2 separate regions of the Oryzias latipes genome follow, and region 1 is linked to region 2. A link is a contact called in public Hi-C data. All regions are on one chromosome and are shown on one strand. Each heading gives the region's core, a stretch centred on a gene start, on an enhancer-like site or on the middle of the called end of the contact. The rest is flanking DNA. Distances are from core to core; before and after follow the strand shown. Region 1 overlaps usp45 (ubiquitin carboxyl-terminal hydrolase 45). Region 2 holds the start of prss35 (inactive serine protease 35).

Region 1 (5,124 bases), core at 1,268-3,767, 200 kb after region 2:
GCATAATGGGGGGGCTCCATCAAACAGGTGGCAGTGCCTGCATTGACGGGCTCAGACTGTGAACGTGTCAAAAATAATTTGGCGTTTACAATCTCACTTGTTACACATCCAAGACAAGTTTTCACAAAACACAGAAATGACCTCTTTCCATCTGTTGGCTAAAGCTGGATCCATTTATCTGTGAGGCTGGGAAGAAGGGAAGTGGCTTACTTCAAATAACATATATCTGTTTCTCTGTAAATTACCTGTCACCTTTGCTGCCACTCGGTTGCTCCACACCGGCCAATAAAATGGGTAAAGAGGCGCCCAGCCGTTGTTGCAGCAGAGTAGATGCTTGTTGCCTGTTGAGGAGCTTGTGAAATTGCATTTCAGTGTGAAGGCCAGGTTTTTCTTTTTCTTTTTTCCACAAAGCTGCTCTTGTGTTTTTTTCCTATAGACATCAAGCACAAAAGAGCCTCTGCAAGGATTTTAATTTTTTTTTTTACCCCTGATTCTATAATAATTTTGTACAACAACAGCTTGGGAAAGAAAGAAAGTCGATTAACTGTGCTCTCTCACCATCAAGACCTTCAACTCAAGTGGCAGAGTCCCAGTAAAAAGCAAGTTGACCTCAGAAATCCAGGCTCCAGCTTGTAACAGCTGGCGAGTCTTTGTGGAGCAAATTAAAATGTTTGTGCAGGAAAATATCCGTGCTTGTTTCTCATTGAAAAACTGACAATTGCTTTTGTTTGGTGAATGTTTTCATTATTTAGACCTTTGTCTTTGCCTGAGTACACGGATCCAGTAAAGAGTCAGCATATTAGAGCTGCGTCAGCTTTATTTGTGTCAAATTTGGAGGTAACTGCATCGATCCTACAAATTAAAGAGTTAAACGCTGCGACACGTGCATCAAGGGAAATGATTACATTCTGTAAATGTTCTTTTTACACCAAATAATGCAAAATGTTATGATTTTTTGTGATTTAAAATCTAGCTTTCTATTATCCCTTTATAAAAAGACGCTTTTAGTTCTTGTTGGAAATTCAAGATGATTACTGGTAGTATTTATGAGGCTGTTTGTCATCGATAAAGTCACATAAGCTGCTTATATGAGGTTGACTTCATACCAGACCTTTGTTAGAGACACACTCCGATAAAAAGTGTGTTTTTAACGTGTTCTTGTGGCATTTATTTCACGATATACGGCAAATTTAAGGAAAATTTGCTTAAATTTGCATCTCTGAGTATTTCTTTATTCAAATTGTTGTTATTCAGGAGCAGACTGAAAAATGCCGTTTGAAAAAGATTTTATTTATGATGTAAAAAAAAAAAATGAGCAGGCGATAAGTTTTAAGCTGCTTTCAGCAACGCAGAGGGGGGGCAGTCCCGCCCACATTTCTAATGAGCTCCTGCTGCTCTGCTGAAACTAGTCCTAGAAAAGGACACAGGTTTTTGGATTTAGGCTAAAAACAGCATAATCCTCATTAGAATATGACGCTTTTACAAGAGATGATGGGAGTGGGACTTTAACATCTCCTCCAGGTTTGGATCAGGGTTCTGTTTTGTGTACCCGGGTCTGTTGTCGCTGTCATCCCTGGTGGTGCTTTCATGGATGTAATCAAGAGGGACTGCGTCCTTCCTACCACCACACGTAAAAGTAGGGCAAATAGTGGGAAGCAGAATCTCTTTGCTCGCCTCTGTGAATCTGTAAGTAACATGTTGTGGGTTCTCTTGGCCTCAGATGGCAAGAAAGCGAGCTTTTTTATGCCCCGCAGTCACAACAAATTAGCAAATGAATAAGACATTTGGTGTTGCCTGGCCTTCCTCTTGACTGGCTGCTCTGCATGAAGTGAGCTGGCCTTGGTCTTCCTCACTGCAAGTTATCATGGGTGCATGGATGGAGCCCAATGGCCATAAATCTGACAGCTTTTCAAACCAACTGTGAGCTACTTTAAAAACATGTTTTCAAACCTTGGTAATGTTTTAATACCGTCAGAAAAGTTTAAGTCTATATATTTTTTAGGTGACTATGAGACTTTGGCTTCTGGTGAGTCAATTCTGTTGTAAAAAAAAGAATAAAAAGAATTCACACAAAACCTAACTGTAATTTAGAAGAGGCTGGTTTGGTTCTTGCTTGTTGGAATCTCCTCAATGGGTGACAAAACACTGGGAATACTTTTGAAACTTTCCTGCTTTTCCCTGCAAAGGTAAGCTGTTGTCTTGTGTGAGAAAGAGCAGGGAGCGCGGGAGGTGTTGCTGTACTTGTATGCATGTGGAAGAGCGTCCCGGTTCTTTCCTTTGCCCCGGGGACGGGCTCCACAGTGTCACTGCTGCCCATACTCGGTGGCTGAGCAAGGAGGGCCAGGTGGTGGTGCCGAGTGCAGCACAGTCAAGCGTGGACACGGCGCATGCTGACATTTGCCTTCATGACTGCTGCAGGGAGAGAAAAAATCTGCTTTTCCATATGCTTGTGCTCATTGCAACCCTCCCCTACACTCTCTGCTCCCCCCCACACTGCCCTCCTTAGCCCCCTCCCTTCCTTCAGTCCCAAGCAGATGGCTCCCTGAACATTGTTTACCTTGGGTGGCGGTCCCAGATGCAGAGTGTATCCATCGGCATCCCCGTTACGCCTGTTTAGTTCCCTCTTTCCTCTGCACCCTCTCAAGTGCCAGCTTCAGCTCTTCAACTGGAGTTGCTTGACTTTATAAACACAACAAGCAGACAAACTCACTTCTACGTCTGAATTATCTCCTTTTCCGTCTCACCCTCGCCTACGTTGGGATGCTGTTTCTCTCTTCATCACTTTGACACCCAAACTTAGAGGTGCTCAGCCTGTCTGTTTGTTTTGCCGCATGTGTTGACCCATGTGAGCCCCCTCATGTTTTTTTGTATTTTCATTTTAAAAAATAGGCCTCCAGATGTTGCCAGCACAGAGGGCCAGATGCATTTGGCACCACTGGGTGAGGCGCCTCAGCACCGCGGCGTCCCGGAAAGCTGAACCTCACCCCCCGCTATCTTGATCCCTAAACTCCAGGAACCATTCATTTGTGCTGGATTTCTTATCGGCTCTCTGCGTCTTTTAGAGGAAACACTACAGTGGATTGAAGCAAGTCTCTGGAATGTGCGTGTGCTCTAGTGCTGTAGGTTATTTCTCCCCTTAAATCTGTTGCTAAAGGTGCCTCCTTCTTTAGACTCCTCTTTGTGGAATCTGACTGTTTGTTCACATTCCGACTTGTGTGAGCAGGATACTTGTTTTAGTGCCCTTGGCCTTGAGAGAGGCAGCGTAGAGGGTAGTGCGCAGCAGAGAGCTTCCATTGCTGGAGGCTGAATAGCTTTTTAATGAAGGTGTTGTGCTGAAGTAGCGGTTCTACAAATTGAATATGGGCTAAAGACGGTGTGCAGAGGAGGGAGAGGACCGCTGAATGAAATGAACAGGTTCTTCAGAAGGTTGGCGGTTCAGTTGATTTCACTGGATTTGGACAGTAGCGGGTCAGGCTTGGGACTTCACCGCCAGTCATCTCTTGACTAGCTCATAAAAATAAAAATGCTCATGGACCAAAGCTCTTTTGTGTTTCTCAGTATGGCTTTGATTCCTGTAGAGCGAGTGGCTCCGAAGGTGCTGGCATCAAGTCCCTGAAAGAACCAGCCTTTTCCTCTGGAAATTCAGTTCCTTTTATAACCAAAAACTTTTGTATTATTATCACTTTGTAGCTTTATTTCTTTTAAGCATCAAGCACGTTCAACCATTTATAAATTTTTTAAAGCATATTTGATGACGGTTATTTTATTTTTACATACTTTAAATAACACAGCTAAGCCGTAAAGTTTGAGGCTATTTGCTCTCTCCTTCATAGTCCCATTGTGGGATTGCCTCAGGCTTATCACTTCTTTAAAAACCTATTAAAAAAGAAAAAAGAAATCAGTTTTGCATTGATACAATATTTGTCATGAAGCAAGCTCAGGAAATTCCTGCTCTTCTGGGGGAAAAAAAGGCAGAAGTTCTTTGAAAGTTCTCACTTCACCCCAATCTGACCACGTAGCAAAACGTTTCCAAGATTTTAAGTCCAGTTGCCGTGTCTCCACTTCAAGTCATTTTGAATCAAATGTTGACATTTGAGGAACTGTAGCATGTCAGCTTTTTGGACTCTCACTGCTGCACGCTGAGAATGAAGGATAACACCAAAGACTCCTTCATATAATCTGTTCACAACAAATGGTAACATAGAGGGAAATCATTGGGTCTTATTGGAAGGATTTAGAGTTTCTTTATTATTAAAGAATAACCAAAAAAATAATTTGGGTTGATTTTCTTCTGTCTTTGTCTGGCCGTTTGACCTCCGTTGGGAATCAACAGTTAGTAAGTAACCTTTACAGACGTTGATGGGAAGCAGAAAAGCTAAAGGACTGAGGATAGCGTGAGGTTTTTTTTTCTTTGCCCCCTTGTTGCGTATCATCATCAGTTCAAATGAGTTACTTACAAAATAGTATTTCATATCATTTGTTTAGCTTATTATCATTCATCTTATTGTACTTCTGTGTTTTGGGCCGTCTGTGGGGCGAAAATTGACTGTATATGAGAATTATGTGTGATGTCGCCCATAGAAAAGGGGCTTTTATTAAAAGAGGGGCTCCTAAGGTGTATCCATGCCAGATTTGGTGCTAGTACCACACAATGCATTATTATTGTAATACCTGATGGGGTTTCATCATTTGTTCACTTACTCAGATGAACAGCCATGTTTTTGACATTCCTCCATGTGATTCTTGAGGGATTGTGCTCATCATTTTGGAGCTGCTCCTCTCCCCTCAGCCCGTTTGTGTCCTCGCTCGTGTAGATGGTTAGTTTTCATCGGTGATCAGGAGTAACAGCTGGCTCAGAGGAGCCATCTCCCCCTGCCCCCCACTCCCTCGTCACTAACCAGCAGAAACTTCAACAGCTGTCATCTGCTTCCCCAAATGACCCAGCGCTCCTTCCAGCTGCCGTCCCAGCACGCCGCTCCCAGCGCCGCGGTGTGGTTTAAAGGCTAGAGGTTTTCTGCTCGGCTTTTCCAAAGTGTTCATCCACAGTCCCCTTAAAGAGGTGCAGACCTGTCACCTTCTGAGCTTTGAACTCTGCTCTAGTCTCATGAAATGAAACCTCAAAGA
Region 2 (5,144 bases), core at 1,071-3,570:
ATCCCACAGGTCCCGCCCAGCTCCGGCTGATGGTGTGCAGAGAAGCTGGGGCTGCTGAGAGGCACGGTGTGCCTGTTCTTCACCTGAGGCACCTTCCACTGTGGCCAGGTGTACTGGTCATCAGCCGTGCTCACCGGCTCAGCTGCAGCCACCACAGCCAGCACCATCATCAAGAGCAGTACGCGCAGCGGTATGGGGCCCATCTTTAATCTGGATCTGACTCTGGAAAATAAAAACATTGCCTTTTACCTTCAGCACACTTTTTCTTTTACGTCTTTGCAAATTGCAATTTTACTCAAAACCTTTCTAGGGTGTAGTTGTAATTTTATCCTTGGACTTTGGTTCCAGGCTGTAGTTATATTATACAAGTTATTTGAGCTTTTTCACTAATGAACACTTAAAACACCAGTTTGCTGAGCTGAACATATCCAGTTCCATTTACAGCCAGAAGGAGGCAGCATAGCATTAGTTGTACTGACTGGGAAAGCTGAGGGCACAGAATAAGTATCTGACAACATATGTCTGTAAGTACTTGCAGAAAAGGTTGGCTCCATTATCCATATAAATCAGTAGCACTTAGTCTGAGAGCCCCTCTAGACTTTATAAGCATGTCTCTGTGGTTCAAAGGGGAGATTTATTTTCCCAAAGTTTTCTGCAGACTGCGGGCGGAGAAAGAGAAGATGAACCCTGATCGTCTGAATGAGCTGAGACATTGGTCTGGAGGTTTGCCACAATGGGTAACCTTCTCCCTCAGTAATGACCATATCTGGTTTCCTGAGCTCCACTAGACTCCCTCCGTGCAGATGAATGACATCAGCTGGAGAAGCCGTGCACACTGCTGGTTCATGCTTCCACTGTGAGAGCGCTTAAGCAGACACTGCAATTTTCTCAAAATTCAGAGAGGGAAATGATTACGATGCTGCAGCTCCCCTTTTTGACCATCTGCAGACAGGTTTAGGGATCAAATGCAGCCTTAAGTCTGATTGACTCAGCAGAGACACATTTTCATACTCCCAAAACCAGTACTCTCAAGCATCCAAATATCTACTTTTCTGATTGTCTTCCTTTGAAACTTCCCAGTAACTGAACTCGGGGGATGAAACTGAAATTAGCACGGTGCCTCATAAAACCACTATTTAAACCTAAGACAGGTTCAGAAGGTAAATAGTCACAATTGTCTCCCAGTTTTGGTGCATTGGACCAACTGACACCTACAGTTAAAGGACAAACATCACTTTTGGAATACTCATCTTAATTGTTCTATTCTCCAAATGGGACATTTTGACTTGAGTCTGCCACTCAACTTTCAATTAAATGTGCCCAGCTGAGAACGTCTGATCCGCCTGCAACAGACGCCAATAAACTATAAGCCCACAAAGCGTGAGAACAAAAATGACTAAAGTCTCAGCTCAGCTTCACTCTCCCACAGTCAGACACAGAGAGGATGCATGCAGAGAAAGCGAGCCTGCAATTATTCAGCAGAGTGGAAACTGATATGCTGCCATGATGGCTTTGGTCTCAAAAGGCACTCATTTCAGCTGAACTGTTTTCCACTTTAGTCAGCTAAACAGGAGGCCGTGGCCTTTCCATCCCTCAGGAGAGTCGGGGGAGAGTGCAGGATGCGCCCTGGATGGAGGCAAACCACCAGAGGGTGGCGCTGTGCAGCTCACAGAGCGTCAGTGTAGTCCAGCTCTGCTTCACTAACGGTAAAAGAGGGCCCTCATCAAATCATTCTGACAAATCTTCCTCTTACTCTGATTCTGCTAAACTTAAGAACATTTTTATCAAAAAATAGATAAATTAAACTTTTTTAAAGGACATAAAAAAACACATTTGTTGTTGAAAAAAGCAAAAAAAAAAAAACCAAAAATTCTGGAAAACCTGCCTGTTGAATACTTTGATGATACAACACAATGGCTTAAAACGTGGGAAAAGTGCGCTAATGTTTAACAGTTTAAGTCAAAATGGCTTTGAAATACTAAAAGAGAGTTAATGTAAAAAAACAAAACACTTCAATCATTAGAAATAGAAGGAATTCCCGCGCGCTGCGAGGGCGCAGCTCCTACCTGCTGCATCCGATTGATGGATTACTCCAAACCCGCAATGTTTTCTTTGCTCTCCCCCCCCCAAAAAAACGCAAAGAGGATCCTTGAGGAAGACGCGTGGCTGGTTAAAGCATCACAGAAGTCCCGATGTTTTGTTAGCGGCTCGGAGGCTGTCTGCTCCTCATCGCTCCTTCATGGAGTCTGAGGCGGAGAAAGTCCCAGCCGGGACGCTCCTCTCACCCTGCACTTGATGCTGAGGAGGGAGGGAGGAGGAGTAGGAGGATGAGGAGGAGGGGAGAAAAAAGATATGAAAGGAACTTTTTTTCAGTCGTGACAAAAGCTGTTCACGCATGGGTGGGGCCAACCCTCAGGAAAGATGAAGCTGGGGTCCTCAGCTGCAGCAGCAGCAGCTCAGGGTGGAGGCGCATCGCTGCTGCATGCAGCAGGGGGGGGGGGGGGGGTCATGTAACCTCTGCTCTCTGGCTTTGAGTTGATTGTGAACACTTAGACTAGCCGGCTTCTGCTGCGTTTTCATTCCAGTGCAGTGGTGCATGAAAGCCGGCTGTCCTTAGACGGTGAAGCCAAGCCCCCAAATTAAGGCCCCCGCAAAAAAACTACCATAGGATTCCTCCTTTTCTTAGCATCAAGAGGTCCCTGAAATCCTGCACCCTAAAAAAAGAAAAGGCAGCACAAGATGCACATATTTAACTTCATACTCCACTTAAAGACTTTAGTTTCTGCTGAAAAAAGCAGCTCATTTGTGGCGTTTAATGTTTGGGACACCTTAAAAATAAAATGCTGAGAGGATTATTTTAGTGTCACTGAAAGTAAAACACCCAAAAGCGAAGGAAGCAACTAATATGGAGCTTTTGGGTTTCCAGAATGACTTCTTTATTCATAGTTGAATCTGTGTCTGCTGTATCTGACTCAAAACTGTACGGCAGGATAGCTCCAATATTGCTCAACGTTTTTCTGTAATGTTAGGCTGGGGGTGTGAGGGGCCGTAAGCTAGCGGCAGAGCGGGTAAACACACAGCTCAGGTGGCCGACAGGAAGTTCGGGGCAAACTTACTCCTCTCCCACTCACAGGCAAATTTCAAAGATGAAAGGCTGACTGAAGTCACATTTGCCGCTTTACTTCTTCGGCCACAGGGCTGCAGCAAGGATGGATTTGTGATGACCTGCTAAAGCACAGTTTCCGACTGTTCACTTTTTGTCCTTGTTGCTGTACACCAGAAGGATCACCTTGAGAATGCTGTTTAAAAGCTGGCGACGATCCATGAAATCAACTTTTTTCCCAGTTGTGATTGAAAGCTTTAAATGGTATTGAAAGCATAGAAAATGTGACTCAAGGGCAAATCATTGACTGTATATGAGAACTGGACTGGGTGACCCCCCCCCCCCCCCCCGCATTCCAAACAGGAAGTACCTGATGGCTCCAAGAAGCCCTATCCCATGGACTTCTTTAAATAAATAAACAGCTATTACTCAATCATTCTATTTGTCAGAATAACTATTCTTGCTCTGGTACCTTTTTTTTTTAATGTTCTTGATCATCTAACATTTTTGCTCATAATATTTTTTCTGTAGTACAAGTAATAAACTGGCCAATCAGATGCTTAAATAAAAGTATGCCGTCTCACACCCAGCGCTGGAAATGTTTGCTTGACAGATATCGTGTAGCCCGTTTTCAGTGGTAGGGGACTTCCAACAAGCTTGGCAAGGGGGGTTGCCATAGAAATGTGGACTAAGACCCATTTGAACCAATAACAGTTTAATGACATTGTCTGGGTCCAACATGCCAATCTTTCTATTGCAAACAAATGGCGACTGAATTGACTTCCTTTGGTTGAAGCTGGAAGTAGGCAATTTTCTATGGTTGAGTTCCCACTAACCCGATCCCGTTTTCTTCTACAGTTAATGGGACAGATATGGTTTGGCATCTGTAATGGACTGCAGAACTCCTTACCAGATGGGAAATGCATACTCCAATAACCTCAGGATTTTGTATTGTAAGACTGAAAAGGAAAATTTGAATGAGGAGAAATGTGAAACTTTAGAGCCACTGATTTTGCATGTGTATTAACAAACATCCATCTATTTTCTGATCCAGCTGAATCCCTTTCAGGGTCACAGGGTTGCTGTAACTGTAAGGATTCTGTGCTTTGGTTTGATTTTTCAGTTGTGTTCTTGGTTTTGTTCTTGATATGGGTTGTTTTCCCCATCAGTCACTCCAGGTATTGATCATCCACAGCTCTTTTCATTTCTCTCGGTTGCCCTCAGTCTACTTAAGTGTCTGCTCATCTGCTCTGCTATTTCACTTTTTTTGTTACTCCAATGGTTTTGTCATGTTTCACTTTATTTATTAAATGTTTCAGTTTTGTCACCAAGTCTGGTCTCCTGCATATTGGGTCTTGCACCACAAGTTCCTAACCTGTCCCAGCTACAGTTGGCTGAAGGCGGGGTTCACGCTGAACAGGTTTTCAGTCTATCACTGAGACACACAGTCACACTTAGGAAAAATTGAGAGTCACCAACTGACCAACAGGACGTGTTTTGGACGGTGGGAAGAAGCTGGAGCACCGGGAGAAAACCCACGAATGCACGGGGAGAACACGCAAATTCTACACAGAAAGGTCCAGCCAGGGATTCAAACCGGGGCCTTCTCACTTTGAGGTGATAATGCTAACCGCCACTTGTTCATACATGAAAATCATTTCTGATCAGAATTGTTTTTAGGATTTTCAAATAATTCTTTGGACTAAAACAACTCAGATTAGATCCAAAGAAAGCAGTTTAGCTTTGGCTCTCTAAAAAAGCGCAGATCTGGACATCTTTAGGCTATGTTGCAGCTATTGGGACTTTTCACAAGAAAAAATCTTAAGCAGTTTCAGCCAATTTGATTGTCTGCATTCACTCTGATGCTTACCTGTGCCACATTCTCGCCTCTCCTTTGAGCCACAACTGAGTTCAGGTGAAACTTTACGCCTGTTCAAAAAAGACCAAATTCTAAACCTTTTCAAATCTAACCAAACAGCCCAGAGTAGAAGCACTTTAAGTTGTTTTTGACATTTATAGTTGAATGTGCAGTTTTAAACTG

Evidence for each region. A called contact is a pair of places that touch in the nucleus more often than the background predicts.
Region 1: a Hi-C map of gastrula embryo shows a contact between it and region 2, with 2.2 times the contacts expected there. The contact joins the enhancer-like site here to the promoter of prss35 in region 2. A contact is called at or near these places in 4 of 5 Hi-C or Micro-C datasets (embryo, fibroblasts and gastrula embryo).

Annotation. Positions count from the first base shown.
Region 1 is chr16:4,689,919-4,695,042 of ASM223467v1, forward strand. All of the region lies in intron 5 of usp45 (ubiquitin carboxyl-terminal hydrolase 45), which reads left to right. Among protein-coding and RNA genes, the nearest start is that of usp45, 8.6 kb to the left of the region's middle. Within about 2 kb of position 2,518, at least 3 of the 8 cell types and tissues checked have an H3K27ac peak or open chromatin away from gene starts, as enhancers often do. A contact at or near this core is called in gastrula embryo, where this site is marked.
Region 2 is chr16:4,487,176-4,492,319 of ASM223467v1, forward strand. prss35 (inactive serine protease 35) reads right to left here and starts at 2,321. Exons shown (of 2, transcript XM_023963902.1): 1 at 2,067-2,321; 2 at 1-222. The coding sequence starts at 203.